Regions from separate parts of the Podarcis muralis genome. Here region 1 is linked to region 2. Evidence: chromatin contacts called from public Hi-C data. All regions are on one chromosome and are shown on one strand. Each heading gives the region's core, a stretch centred on a gene start, on an enhancer-like site or on the middle of the called end of the contact. The rest is flanking DNA. Distances are from core to core; before and after follow the strand shown.

What was found. A called contact is a pair of places that touch in the nucleus more often than the background predicts.
Region 1: a Hi-C map of tail shows a contact between it and region 2, with 3 times the contacts expected there. The contact joins the promoter of FAAP20 here to the promoter of MORN1 in region 2. A contact is called at or near these places in 2 of 3 Hi-C or Micro-C datasets (blood and tail).

What each region holds. Positions count from the first base shown.
Region 1 is chr7:18,820,402-18,827,536 of rPodMur119.hap1.1, reverse strand. It overlaps FAAP20 (FA core complex associated protein 20), which reads right to left and starts at 1,395. Exons shown (of 4, transcript XM_028740932.2): 1 at 1,110-1,395. The coding sequence starts at 1,255. LOC114602555 (a long non-coding RNA gene) reads left to right here and starts at 1,068. Exons shown (of 5, transcript XR_003707937.2): 1 at 1,068-1,171; 2 at 3,940-4,022.
Region 2 is chr7:18,378,401-18,386,156 of rPodMur119.hap1.1, reverse strand. It overlaps MORN1 (MORN repeat containing 1), which reads right to left and starts at 5,292. Exons shown (of 15, transcript XM_077931327.1): 1 at 5,158-5,292; 2 at 2,561-2,632; 3 at 1,684-1,782. The coding sequence starts at 5,215.

The DNA.
Region 1 (7,135 bases), core at 146-2,645, 450 kb before region 2:
CCACAACATTAAAAGATGCCTGCTTCTTGGGAGAAAAGCAATGACAAACCTAGACAGCATCTTAAAAAGCAGAGACATCACCTTGCCGACAAAGGTCCATATAGTTAAAGCTATGGTTTTCCCAGTAGTGATGTATGGAAGTGAGAGCTGGACCATAAAGAAGGCTGATCGCTGAAAAATTGATGCTTTTTAATTATGGTGTTGGAGGAGACTCTTGAGAGTCCCATGGACTGCAAGGAGATCAAACACATCCATTCTTAAGGAAATTAGCCCTGAATGCTCACTGGAAGGACAGATCCTGAAGCTGAGGCTCCAATACTTTGGCCACCTCATGAGAAGAGAAGACTCCCTGGAAAAGACCCTGATGGAGGGCACAAGGAGAAGGGGGCGACAGAGGACGAGATGGTTGGATAGTGTTCTTGAAGCTACAAACATGAGTCTGACCAAACTGTGGGAGGCAGTAGAAGACAGGAGCGTGCTCTGGTCCATGGGGTCAGGAAGAGTCGGACACGACTAAACAACAACAACAACAATATGGTAATTTATGGACCTAATAGTTTATTTGCCTATTTGCACATAAAATATGTATTTTATCAAAGTAATTGTTACAACCAGTCTGTGCAGAACGTAGGCACCCTATATATAGAAATGAGCAAACCTGTGATATTTTAGGGAGCAAGCAGGGCCCATTACTTACATCATAGGAGCCTACACAGCACAAAACACTGTTGCTGTATGTAGGTTTTATTTTAGCTTGTATTTTTAGCTTGTATTTTGGAAATGTACCTCCAGTGTTGTTGTTTTTCCTTAAATTTTTGGGGGGGCCTCCAAGAGAGGGGGCGGCCCTAAGATATAGCTTGTTTAACTTATAGGTAAATCTACCACTGGTCATGCCTTGTTGCAACTCGCCTCATTCCAGTTAACTTGAAGCATATGCGCGCGCACACACTCAGAGAACGATCCAATCATTCCACACTCATCCACCTGCGCGCGCGCACCCCACCCCCGCGCCGCTGCATTCCTAGGCCTCGTGGCGGGCGCCTGCGCATTCGCACGCAGACTCCCCACCCTCCCGCAGCGTCTCAGAAGGAATCCCAACCCGGACTCACGGTGCTCGGCGAGGAATGGCCGAGGGGCGTCGTTCCGCCTCTTCTTCCTCCTGCTGCTGCTGGTGCGGCTGCCGCCTCTTGCGCTTGAGGCTGAGCTTTCCTCCCCGGCTGCTGCCGCCGTGTTCAGCCCGCTCTTCGTCGGCCATAGCTCGGTCTCCTCTACCCCCCACCCCACAAAAAAAAAACAAAAACAAACCTCCCCTTGGGGAGGAATTAGGGGCCGCCTCCTTCCGAAAAGGCGGGAAGGGATTTTCTGAGGGGAGAGCTCGCTCGCTCAGCAGCCCCAGCTGGTGGCCAACGGGCCGCCCTGCTCCCAATGCGGCCGAGAAAATGGCGGGTTGTGTGGTTTTGTTTTTTTAAAATATTACTCCCCCCCCCCCCAAGCCCCTTAAATTTTTTTTATCGTCATCCTATGGAGGGCAAGGCTTCCACCCCCCCAAAAAAGGAGCGCTCCCCACCCCAATTGCTGGGTTCCTGTCAGACTGTGTACTTTTTATTTCAGAGATCTTGACATGTGGGTCCCAATTCGCCCACTTCGAAATATACTCTGCCCCTTTTGCCTCCCTCTTATTTCCTCCCCTTCCCCCACCTCCATTACTGCCTTGCTAAACTTGGGAGGAAAATCCTACCCTCAAACAAACGGGTGCCTGGCAGGAGTGGATTTTAGTAGGCCAAAGCTGCTTAAACCTGATACAGCACAGCCCTGTTTACTCTGAAGTATGCCCTTGTTTTGCTCCTTAAGGAGAGTGTCGTTTGAAGGATAGGTTTCAAGCCTGAAACCTGCCTTGGGGTTGTGCTCCGTGTTCAGCCCTGCTCAGAGTAAGCACATCAGGTCGTCACTCCAGTAAGTCCTTCTCAAGAGTAATCCTATTGAAACAGATGAACCGAAGTCGTAGAGTCAGAAGTGACCCTGAGGGTCATCTAGCCCAACCTCCTGCAATGGAGGAATCACAACTAAATCCGTGACCGATGGCCGTCCAACTTCTGCTTAAAAAACTCCAAGGAAGAAGCGTCCACCACCTTCCGAGGGATTCCACTTCCTAGTAGAACAGCAGAAAGTTCTTTCTGATGTTTAGTCGGAAATTCCTTTCTCGTAACTTCAATTAACTCAGAGCTGCTCTGAGTAGGTCTAGAATGGGATACAAGCCATTGAAAATAACGGTCATGACTCACTTGGGTCCACTGACTTTACTGGGTCTGCTCTTCAAAGGGCTTAGGTACAGTTCATTTACTTTAGCAAGCGTTTGGGTGGGAATGTCTCAAGAAAGGGAGTTTCTGCACAGATGGAGGAAAAGGCTGCTTGAGAAAATTTAAGAACTTTAAACATTCTTACAGATTGGAATCTCTGGGCAGACTATATTTTTAAGGGGTTTCCATCTTTTTTCATGTTTCAGTTAATATCTGAAGTGGTGAATCAATGAGATCAGCTTGACTAATGTTTTCATACAGCTAGACAAACCTTTAAATTTGATTTGCAGATTTTGCATGGAGTTTGAGAAACCGTTTATAGATTGCTCTTCATGAATGTCACCCTAACGAAGTCTACACATGGCATGAACATTAAGAAAGCATAAAAGGAAAAGTCCAACAGCAGGAAATAATTGCTTCATTGCCTCAAAACTGCAGCTGTAAAAACAAAAATGAAAAGTGTTTTCCTCCTAGTTCATACCTTTTTTTACAGCACTGTCTGCAAGCTGGAATGTAGTTATTTACCACTTGGTGGCACCAAATTATTAAAAATACTTCTTGAGAGTACAGTATTCTATTAACATTTTAGTAAATGGATTTAATTTTGGGGAACTAATATTTATTTCACGTTTATGTGTAATTGGAAAAAAACTGATCCTAAGCCTCCAGTGTCTTGTGGTATATTCATTTGTGAGAAAGGCTTTGGGATTAAATCCCAAGGAAAAAATCTGTACCCGCTGCCTTGTGGGACATATTTGGGAGAAATAAAGGCTAAGGAGTAAACCCTACACAAATCCAGAGTGCAGTCCCTAAGACAGTTGGATGGCGCCTTGTATGCCCTCCTTCTGGCAACTCCTGCAGCCAAGCTGGTTCCAAACGTATTGCTTTCCTTTCCTTTGGACTACATCAATGAAGTCATCCTGGAGGCCCAGAACCTTCATACACACTGCCCAGGCTTGCGCCCCGGAGAGGTCACTTTGGTGCTGCTAATGCAGCAAAAACAACGTGAGAGGTAGTAGTTATAAGTTACTCATCTCTGCAGCCACAGTAGGTGCTGTGATTCTCCAGTGGTTTGGCTTCACTCCCAGAGGCGCACTCCATTGTCTCTTGAGACAGACAGACATCAACAATATGTGTATCGTCATATGCATGTATAGCACACATGGGTTTACCTGCACTGCATGTATTTGTTTTGTAGTATTTTATGCAATACCCAAAAACAGAACAAATACATGCTTAAAATTTGCATGTGCTAATTTATAGGTATAGATGCAATATTAGAAATAATTATACCTAGAACATAATACGACCTGTGAGACTGCTAAAGTATGCTGACTGTTGATGGGCAACCTCAGTGCCCCTTCTTTCCCTTTGGGTTCTTTCATATATTTAAACTAGACTTGGACAAGACACCCTTCAAAGAGTACATGGCTACCCTAATTTTGTGACAGTTTTACAAGGGGAAGAGCAATTGCTCACTGCTGTTTCTGCCTATATGTTGAACAGTTCTCAGATGCAGTGTAGCAGAAATCATACTGGAAAAATCATTTTGTGAAGATTGTGAAACTGAAAGATGAATGCTTGGTTTATTCCTACTGTGTGAGTCTGCATTTGTAAACAATTGTTTCTCCTCCGTTTCAAGGTAAAAAAAGAGTAACAAAACTTCAAGTCTACACATGACATGAAAGTAAAAGGATAAAAGAAGTCCTAACATCAGGAAATGAGGTAGGTAGCAATTTTTTTGTAGAAGAAAATGTTAAGCTTATTGCAAGAGACATGTCCAAATGTGTTGCTTAATTTGTTATGGTCCACAAACACATTAAGTATTTTAAATATATATTCCAACATGTTTCTACATCTTAACTCTTTTTATCAATATCAGCTCTCAGTAAGTTGTTGGGAATTAACAGAATTAACAGTTCTGGATATAATTTTTCAAAGGGTCATGAACTTGGTTGTCATATCAGAAGCTCAGAAAAGTAAAATGGGCCCGGAAAGAGTGTTTCTTCTCCACTACACTTGTGAAACTCTATGGTTAATTTTGTTTTAAAAATTATTAAATTTCCTTTCAATTTAAATTGCAATTCTAAAATCTTAGACTTTTAATGGCATTCTTATTTCGGCTATAGCTAACTTGCAAAACTCATATGCCTAAGGTGGAGAGTTCATTTTTAAAGCAAGGATTAGATCATTTGAACCCATAAAAGCCCAGTTCACCATTGTGGGCTTTGACACAGATGAATCTCAGCTCACCCCACCCCACCCACGTCTTTTTATTTATTTTAAAAATGTTGTGTGGAACCACCTCCTGGCTGAGATCACTCAGGCCCCCCTTCCTTTTAAACTTCAGGTACTTGACAAAGATATTTCTATTTCAGCAGGCATTTTAAGTAAGTTGTAGTTTGCATAATTTGTGGTATTGCTTTCCACACCTATGTCACAAGGCTATTTACAAAATGCAAAAAACAACAATAACCCACCAGTTACATATCAGCAAATAAATTTAAAAACAATACTACTAAATAAACACCTGTGGCACAGACCTGTTCTTTCAGCTGGGAAAACTTGAGTGAACAAAAACGTTTCCAGTTGTTTCTGGATAAATGCAGATAGTGGGTGACTATAGAGCTTACAATTTGACATGTGGTTTTTGTTTGCTTTAAATACTGTATTATTTTGAGTGATCGATTGTTTTATTGATTATATAAACCACTCTGTGACCAAGTATGGTGAAATATAAATAATGGAAATAAATAATAATAAAAATCAAGTTGAAACAATTGACATTCCGTTTATCATATTTAACACTCTAGTGCCAAGCAAATGTGTAAATACTGAGTGGGATTCCTTTCTATTAACAGCATCTCTGTCTGTCTTTCTCAACATCCCTTCTTAAAGAAATAAGCAACATAACTCAAATGTAATGCAAGGATATGTCATGTTTTGTGTGCTAGGGTTGTAGCCAACTAAGTAATACTCAGAGTAGACCCATTAAAATTAATGTGCTTAAGTTATACGTGCTCATTTATTTTAACGGGTCTACACTTAGAAGGATTAACATTGGCTAAACACCATAGTCCCAAGCCATGGAAAGCACGTTACCTGAAAGCCAACAATTCTAGAGACTAAAAAAAATTGTATAATAATTGCTGATACCACTGCTTACTACCTCTGATGCCTGCAGTTCTTGGCTTTACTCTTTTAAAAATACGATTAGTCTGTAGTTGTAACTTATGCACCCTTGTAAGTATGTAACAAAGATGCTAGCTTGAGGGAAGAGAGCTAGAAAGGGAGCAGTTGTTGGAACAAATTCTAGTTCTCTTTAGACATTCATATAGACAATAAATCCAATGATATAAATCAAGCACCAAACATACTATATGCATACTTCATTTGTAGACGAGGAGGGAGGGCCAGAAAGGGCAGCATGTGAAACACAGGTGTCAGCATTTGCTGAGGAAGAACTGGTACATTATCAACTAATCCACCTTCTGCTATTTGTGATTTCCTCCCCAACAGCTGTGGCATTAAATAAGAGCTCACTGCATTTGGGAAGAATTAGAGAACTTAATGGGGATAGGGGTACCACTGCTGAAGCATTGGGGAAAGACAGGGGAAGTGGGGATTTTGGAGGAAATGTTAGACACTTGGGGTGGGAGTTGGGGGAAGAGTTCATTATTCAGCTGTGCTTCTAGATTTATCAGTGGGAATTGCTATGGTTCTTTGTTCTTGTCTTTCCACTAAGGCTGATATGGCACTATACATGCACCGTAGGCTCTTTTATGGTCTACTGAGAGAGTCCTAGGGAGTTTATTTTAATTGCAGAACAGAGTTGGTGTCGACTTCTGCCAGCTGCTAACAGGAGCCCTCCAAGATAGGCTAGATAACATACACAGATTCTTGTGCTAACTGCTTTATAGAGAGATTCATTCTTTGAGTCAGAAAGAGGTGATTATATACATCCTAATTATATGCATCTTTACTCAGAAGCAAGTGTACATAGTACTGCAGCCATAGTGATAGATCTCAGTTTATTTAACCTGTTCCATTGTTCTTATGCAAGAAAATGTTGACTTTTTAAAGACTAGGGCGTGCAACCTGTAGGCCAATATTATTCATAGTTTTTCAAAATAAAGAACCGCTGAGTGAAATAGGATTTACTTCAAAGTAAGTGTGCACAGGATTGCAGATTGAAGTTTGGGTCAGAGAACTTACTGTTTTGCACAGGGCTATATTACCATATTTCAAATCTTCATATACTCCTGACTTTGTTACTGGAGAGGACACCTGGTTAGGCACCACTGAAGTACTTATATAATTATACAGCTGGAATAAGGTACTGGTAGGATAGCAGTTCTTTGAATTTAAAATGGCTGCCTTTGCTGTTGATGTATACCCTTAATGGCCAATGGGGGAACATGTGACCCTTGTATGTCATGGAACATTATCTCCCATTAGCCCAAGTCAGCATGGCTAATACTCAAGGCTAATGGGAGTTGTAGTCTATCAACATTTGGAGGGCTACATGTTCGCTATTCTTGAAGAGTATCCTAATGAGGAGTGACCTTAACTATTACCAACTTTGAAGACAAACTCATCTGTATACCAGTGTCTTTTCTATGTATGTTTCAGGGAACTTTGTGGGTTTTTTTAATACTTATGAAGAGTGGGGCCACAGTTAGGGTGATGGTAAAGGCGTAAAGTGTCCCATCCCTCATGTTGCGATCTGGAATGGGATGAGGTGCACACTGCAATTTGTGTAAAAAACAAAACAAAAAACCTGCACATTAATATTCACAGATACTTAGCTAATGTATCATCCATCTAATCTGACTCTC
Region 2 (7,756 bases), core at 4,043-6,542:
GACAATTGCCTGCTCTGGTTTAAAATAGGGCCCCTCTCAGGAGAGAGATGGGAGAGGAATATTAGATGGTCTAGTGAGTGTTGCATCATGAGTCCATTAGTGCTTCAGAGATGGGAAGAGTAGGGCACATTTGTATGCTTGGCAGTAACCTTCTGTATGTGAGTTACAATAGTGAAGAGTATGAGCAGTTGCTTGATAGATATAATGTATAATATACGCTGCCTTGCAATGCTCTCTGACTTTATTTATGTTGCTATTATGTTTAGGCATATGGAGATTGTTCATGTATGGTTTTTTGTTTTGTTTTTTATATAAATCATTTGACATGGGTTTTTATTGCACTTATTTGTGTATACATAAATATTTATATATTCTTATCTACTGTAAACTGCTTCAGATAGTAAAAAGACTACAAATGGAAATAATAAACAAACAAGCAAACAAACAAGCAGATCATGAGCAGCAAAAACCGGCCATAAATCATAGAAGTGACCTGTCTAACTTTCTTAAGCAGCTAAGCAGAAGAGCTTATTTATTACATTTATATCCCAGCCTTTTCTCCAAGGAGTACATGTTCACCCCCCAGTTAACCCCTATAATGACCCTGTGAGGTAGGTAAAGAGGCGTGACTGGTCCATGATCACCCAGTGAGATTCATGACCGAGTGGGGATTTGAACCATGATCTTCCAAGTCCTAGTCTGACACTCAAATCAGTACACCACACTGGCTTCCTGGAGCACTTCTGCAATGGGACAGCTATATAAATTAAGTAGGTAAATAAAAAATGGGGAAAGCAAAATGTCGCTTAGAGAAGAATCTGAAATATTTTCCTTGAAGCTTGAATTTGTTTTATTCTGGATTGTTTTATTTGATGTTTTGTAAACTGCTTTGAGATTTTTGCTTTAAAATATAAAGTGGTATAGAAATAAAATGAACAAAAACAAAGTTCATTGATTAAAAATGAATGCCTAGACATTACAGTAATACCTCCGCGAATGTCCGCCTTGTCTAGCGTCCATACCGGCGAATGTCTGCGGCAAACCCGGAAGTACCGGAATGGGTTACTTCTGGGTTTGCTGCTTGCGCAGGAGCACTAAATCACACTTTGCGCATGCGCAGATGCGGCACTTTGCCCTTCATCCTTTTTGGCTAGCAGCTGGGGCTCCGGAACGGCTCCCGGCCACAAAATGAGGTAAGACTGTATGTTATGGCGACCATAACCCATGTTTAAGGTGACATTTGGCAATTAGCTTATATAACTGAGTTTCTAACATCGATACCATGGTACAATCTAGATTAAAAACCCAAAGCCTGAGCAAAGAGGAATGTCTTAGACAGGCACCTAAGAGCTGACAATGTTAGCATCAAGCGTGTTTTCCTAGGGAAAGCATAATTGTCCCATACTCTCGCCCCCACATTCTTTTGGACTTGATGGCAATCCTCTTTTCCTAGCCTCGTGGGTTGTTAGTTTTCTAAGCCCTCACTTAAGCCACTGCCGTTTACCTAAGGCCTTCTTCTGCTTACCTTGTCTTTTGCTCTCTAGGACCTGGGGAGTTCAGCCAAAGGCCATTAGGATGAAAGCATCTCAGTCAATGACAAAGCATCAACATTTAAATACAGAACTGCTTCGCCAATCCCTGAATGTACTACAATGTACAGAGAACGTACCACAAAAAACCCACCTGTAGATGCCCAGTATCTGAGTCCATTGCCCTTAATTTCTCCATCTACGAACTCGCCTTCATAATAACTTCCATCTTTAAACAGCAATTTCCCGTGACCTGGAAAACAACAACAAAAACCTGAAAGGTCTCAGCAACAACCAGAAACTGCCTGTTTTGAGGAATTCAGTGAATTGGAGAGAGGGGGAAATAGGTAAGATAATCAAAATTGACAAGGAGATGGGCAGTACAACACTGCACTTATCTAATTTTTAAAAAAATGGATAGGGATGACGTTGATTATTTGGAGAGCAAGCAAAGGAGAGCCAGCCAGAGCAGCAGCTTTTAAAAGGAGCAACTTTGAACAACTTTACTATCAATCTCCTGATACCCTATGACAAGAGAAGTAATTCTTAAGCTTTAACTCTCTCTCAACTATTTAGCCCTTGTTGCTGGGCTGCAGCTCAATGCAACGTGGCAAGGGGGAGATGGTCATACAGCTGCAGTGCCTCCGGCAGGTGGCGCACTGGTGGTGAGTGCCCCGCTGGTGGTGGTGTGACAGAGCAGGGTGGCACTTCCTGTTTTGCCTCAAGTGGCAAAATGGGTTGTACCACCCCTGATCTCAGGATTCCAGAACTTACAGCTGTCAGTTTTGAGGGAAGGCAGCCAAAGACCCACAGCCTAGGTGGGGCTCGCTAGCTCAGGGAGGAGCTAGCTACCTGGAGTAGGTGACGGTCACATGCCTCATCAAGTGTCCTGGCCAGGACACACTGAATGGGAGCACTCCAAACCACAACATTTTGTTGCAGGTCCCACTTTGTGCTACTTAATAACACCTCTTGCAAGCTAGAATGATACTAACCTCACAATGGCAGAGGACAAAGTTGGTTTCCCTTACCGTGTTTTCTCCCTTGCTTCCACTCTCCTTCATACTGGAAGAAAGAATTAGGGTAAACGTAAACTCCATAACCTGAAAGGAAGAAATGCAGAAGTATAAGATGTCCAAAAACAGCAGAAGCAATTGAAATGAGGATCTTAAATACTTAAAATAAAAACAAAGCAACCCACTTTCAATATATACAATAATAAAAATTGTCATAAGTTTCCTCTATGCACTGAAGAAAAATTCATACAGTTTTGAGACTCATTTAAAGTTTATTTGCTGTTCTTTGCCCTTAGCAACTGGCATTCAGGCACTGATCCTACACATGGAGAGTCTAGTTAAGCTGCCATGGCTAATAATCATAGACATGATTTCCTCTAATTCTTTTTTAGAAGTAACTAAGTGACCATTTGTGACAGCAAAGGATGTAAGTTAGATAGTTACAGGAGTGGATAAGAAATTTTTTTTTGCCAATCCTGAACCTGCTCAATGGATCTAGTTTTTTAAAAGGCTCTTTGTCTTAGAAGAAAATAAATAAGGGTTTGTATACAGAATGTCTCAGGTTCAATCCCCAGCATCTCCAGCTAACAGAATTTCAGGAGACAGGTAATGAGAAAACCCTTTCTCTGCCTGAGATGCCGGAGAGCGGCTGCCAGTAAGAGTAGATCGTATTGAGCTAGATCAAGGTGACTATTTCAGGCTGAAGGTCACTTGGTCACCCCTCTGGGGGCTGCATGGCAAGAACTGCAATTCTCAAGGCTGCTTTCCAAAATACATTCCCAGCAGCTGTTCTACAGTATTTTAAAACTTTTGCAACTTACACACATTTAATGTGTGCAGTCAGCTTTACACATATGGGCATCCAGGAAAAAAGACTTTGGCAATCCCACCCACCATTGAACCCAGTATATTTTGACTATACGCGATTTTGGCTTCATACACTATCCCCTGAATCTAGATTCAGGTAGGTAGCTGTGTTGGTCTGACGCAGTCAAAATAAATAAATAAAATGTTCAGTAGCACCTTAGAGACCAACTAAGTATGTTCTGGGTATAAGCTTTCGTGTGCATGGTATCTGAAGAAGTGTGCATGCACACGAAAGCTTATACCTGGAACATACTTAGCTGGTCTCTAAGGCACTACTGAGCAATTTTTTTATTTATCCCGTGAATGTAACTCTCAAGTATGTTGAAATCACCTTCATTACTATTTAATTCAGTAAAATATATTATTTTAAATGGGGAAACGTAGGGGCAGCTTAAAGGGCCACAAAAAATCTTCTGGCATCAAAGTTTCATAGCAGGGAACCTAGTCTAAGCTGTGTTTGACTGACTTTGGAGCAAGATTTTCATCATTTACACTCTAGTCACTGCCCACTGCACATCACTGTCCACAGCTCCATGGAAGCTGGGGCTCTTAGTTGTTTTACTGATGTATAGTTTTGAGGTGTTTATTTCAGTTACGCAACTTAAAATGTATAACTGTTATTCTCATAGGCAGTAGTATAGTTTGGTTTTGAATGTGTAATCTGTACTGCATTTCATTAATTGATTCTTTTTTCGATGACATTTGTAAATCACTTAGGGTTTCCTGTTGAAATATGAAGCAGTATAAAAACTTAAGTAAATCAATAAAACTAGCCAGGTTGTTCTCCCTCTAACTGTGAGGCCCATAGTTTCCAAGCTGACTGCCAAGGCCAGAGCATGCTGACCCCCTAGTACAAGGCCAAGCACATCAGCTGGAGCAGAGTGCTGTTTGGGGCAGGAAGGAACAGAAACAAGCTCCCTATAGTTTCTCTTTATCTGGCCTTATAAACAAAATAATAAACAACAACAACTTTATGAGAAAATGTAATTATTACATTTACAGTGGTACCTCGGGTTACATACGTTTCAGGTTACAGACTCCGATAATGCAGAAATAGTACCTCGGGTTAAGAACTTTGCTTCAGGATGAGAACAGAAATCGTGCTCCGTGCTCTTTAGGTCCATTAGCTAAAGTGGTGCTTCAGGTTAAGAACGGACCTCCGGAATGAACTAAGTACTTAACCCGAGGTACCACTGTACATTACCAAGGGGCTCAAGGTGGCATATATCAACCTCTCTGTCCACAACAACCCTGTGAGGTAGGCTTAGGCTGAGGGACTGACTTGACTCACTCAAGGCTACCCAGTGAACTTCCTAGCAGCTGAGTAGGGATTGGAACCCTGCTCTCCCATGTCCTGATCTGTGTGTGTGTGCGCGTGCGTGCGTGTGTGTTTGTGTGTAAAAGTAGCAAATAATAATAATAATACAATAATAATTTATTATTTATACCCTGCCCATCTGGCTGAGTTTCCCCAGCCACTCTGGGTGGCTTCCAATCAAGTGTTAAAAACAATACAGCATTAAATATTAAAAACTTCCCTAAATGTGGGTGATAACTTTCTCTATGTGGCTCTTGTCACCTGATAGACTACTTCTGTCCATGGAGGTTCTATTTATTAGTCACAGCGCATGACTGTTCCAAAAAAACAGGCAATGCCCCCCCCCCGCAATATTTCTTCTCATTTAAATCCATCACGTTAACAGTCCTCCTGGGGCAAGCTATCTCTTCCTCCCGCCGCCGCTCACCGTCCCGACGCAGCGCTTTCACCTCCCCACAGTAAGATCCAGGCCTGGAGGCCGCCATGTTTCCATCTCCCTCGAGGACGCTACACCTTAGTAACAGATCCCTATCTCTGATTGGCTGTCCGGTTGTTAGGGGGAGGGGGATTCCTCTTCCTGGCCGGGCGGGGAGTGCGCGTTTGCTCGATGCGCGCGCGTTAAAGTGTAATGTGGGGTGGAGATCGTGTTCCCTGCTCAACCTGAATCTCCTGCTTGAGCTCAGTGCGAGGCTTTGGGAGCCGCACGTGCTTACCTGAGGGAAAGTCCCGTTGAATGCAATAGTGGGGGCTTGTTTCCGAGCACCGGATAGGCCTGTAAAATGCATTTCCTGCGCAAAATAGACCTGTCCGTCTTTATAGCCATTCCGGTTTTAACCTGCAACGCTGCAAACAATTATGCTGCAATTCTAACCCTGGCAAAATCTTAAAAGGGAGTTCCAGATGTTGATGACTAGCAGCTTTATTATGGTGGAAACTTAGTTAACTCGGGTCCCTAAGTCCTGCAATCGTATACACGTTTTCGGAGATCAAGTCTTGATGAATTTAATTAGACTTATTAGTAAACATGTTTTGGATCACATCTTTAACAGGGTAGGGAGGTGACCCACTTGGTGTTGGTTGCAACTTAGCCACTTAATATTTTGTGACATCTAAATAACACCACCACCCTCAGGTCAGAGTGTGATGTTTCAATGTGGATCAACATCTAATGATTATTACTTATAAGAACAAAAATAAACAACTATCAATCTCAGTCAGGACATGACCTCCTTGTAGGTCTCGACCCAGCTATAGAAGGTTGGTGTTGCAAGGTATTTTGGGGTTGATCAACGTGTAATCATTACCACACTGACAGGTTGCACCGCCGGTCTAATGCCGTGTTTTACAAACAAGGAGTTATGAGAGGTCTCTACCCTGAGGGAATTATGATGGTGATCAGGCTTGTCGTCACAACAACCCCGTGAGCAGTTTTTCAAGCCATACCAAATACTGTATATGAAGTGGAGAAGAAGAGCAGAGCCATTGATTCACTTCAACAACTGTGTTTACACTGACCTTCAGGGCTACATTGAGTACGGAGTTGAGGTTTGTGCCTGTTAGCACTAGTAACAGATTGGTTATTTCTCGAGTCGGGGTGGTGTAGCACCATTCATGGTACAATTATATAGCTGAGAATTAGTAGTATATAGTTTTTTATATCATCCCTCCCCACAGGGTGACAGCTTGCTCTGGTGCAGAGCTGGACCCCTCCCAGGTGAGAGAGAGGAAAGGAGCAACTGGGTGGCCTAATGGGTATGAGGACATAAAGCCATTAGTGTTTCAGAAATGGGGAGAGTTACAGTGGTGCTGTGGGTTAAACCAGAGCCTAGGGCTTGCTGATCAGAAGGTTGGCGGTTCGAATCCCCGTGACGGGGTGAGCTCCCGTTGCTGGGTCCCTGCTCCTGCCAACCTAGCAGTTCGAAAGCACATCAAAGTGCAAGTAGATAAATAGGTACTGCTCCGGCGGAAAGGTAAACAGCGTTTCCGTGCGCTGCTCTGGTTTGCCAGAAGCGACTTAGTCATGCTGGCCACATGACCCGGAAGCTGTACGCCAGTTCCCTCGGCCAATAAAGCGAGATGAGCGCCGCAACCCGAGTCGTCCGTGACTGGACTTAATGGTCAGGGGTCCCTTTACCTTTATGGAAGACAGAAGTGCCTGGCGTGCTCTGGTCCATGGGGTCACGAAGAATCAGACACGACTAAACAACAACAACAAAGGTAGCCATATTGGTTTGCTGTAGTCGAAACAAAATTTAAAAAATCCTTCCAGTAGCACCTTAGAGATCAGCTAAGTTTGTTATTGGTATGAGCTTTCGTGTGCATGCACACTTCTTCAGATACCAGAAACTATCTGAAGAAGTGTGCATGCATACAAAAGCTCATACCAATAACAAACTTAGTTGGTCTCTAAAGTGCTACTGGAAGTTTTTTAAATTTGTTTCGAGAAATGGGGAGAGTCATCTGTGTTTGCTTGGCAGTGATCTTACAGTGGTACCTCTGGTTACGTACTTGATTTGTTCTAGAGGTCTGTTCTTAACCTGAAGCACCACTTTAGCTAATGGGGTCTCCTGCCGCTGCTGCACCGCGATTTCTGTTCTCATCCTGAAGCAAAGTTTTTAACCCGAGGTACTATTTCTTGTAGGGGACGCGGGTGGCGCTGTGGGTAAATCCTCAGTGCCTAGGGCTTGCCGATCGCATGGTCGGCGGTTCGAATCCCCGCGGCGGGGTGAGCTCCCGTCTGCGGTCCCAGCTCCTGCCCACCTAGCAGTTTGAAAGCACCCCTAAAGTGCAAGTAGATAAATAGGTACCGCTTTCTAGCGGGAAGGTAAACGGCGTTTCCGTGTGTGGCTCTGGCTCGCCAGAGCAGCTTCGTCACGCTGGCCACGTGACCTGGAAGTGTCTCCGGACAGCGCTGGCCCCCGGCCTCTTAAGTGAGATGGGCGCACAACCCTAGAGTCGGACATGACTGGCCCGTACGGGCAGGGGTACCTTTACCCTTTACCTTTTACTATTTCTTGGTTAGTGGA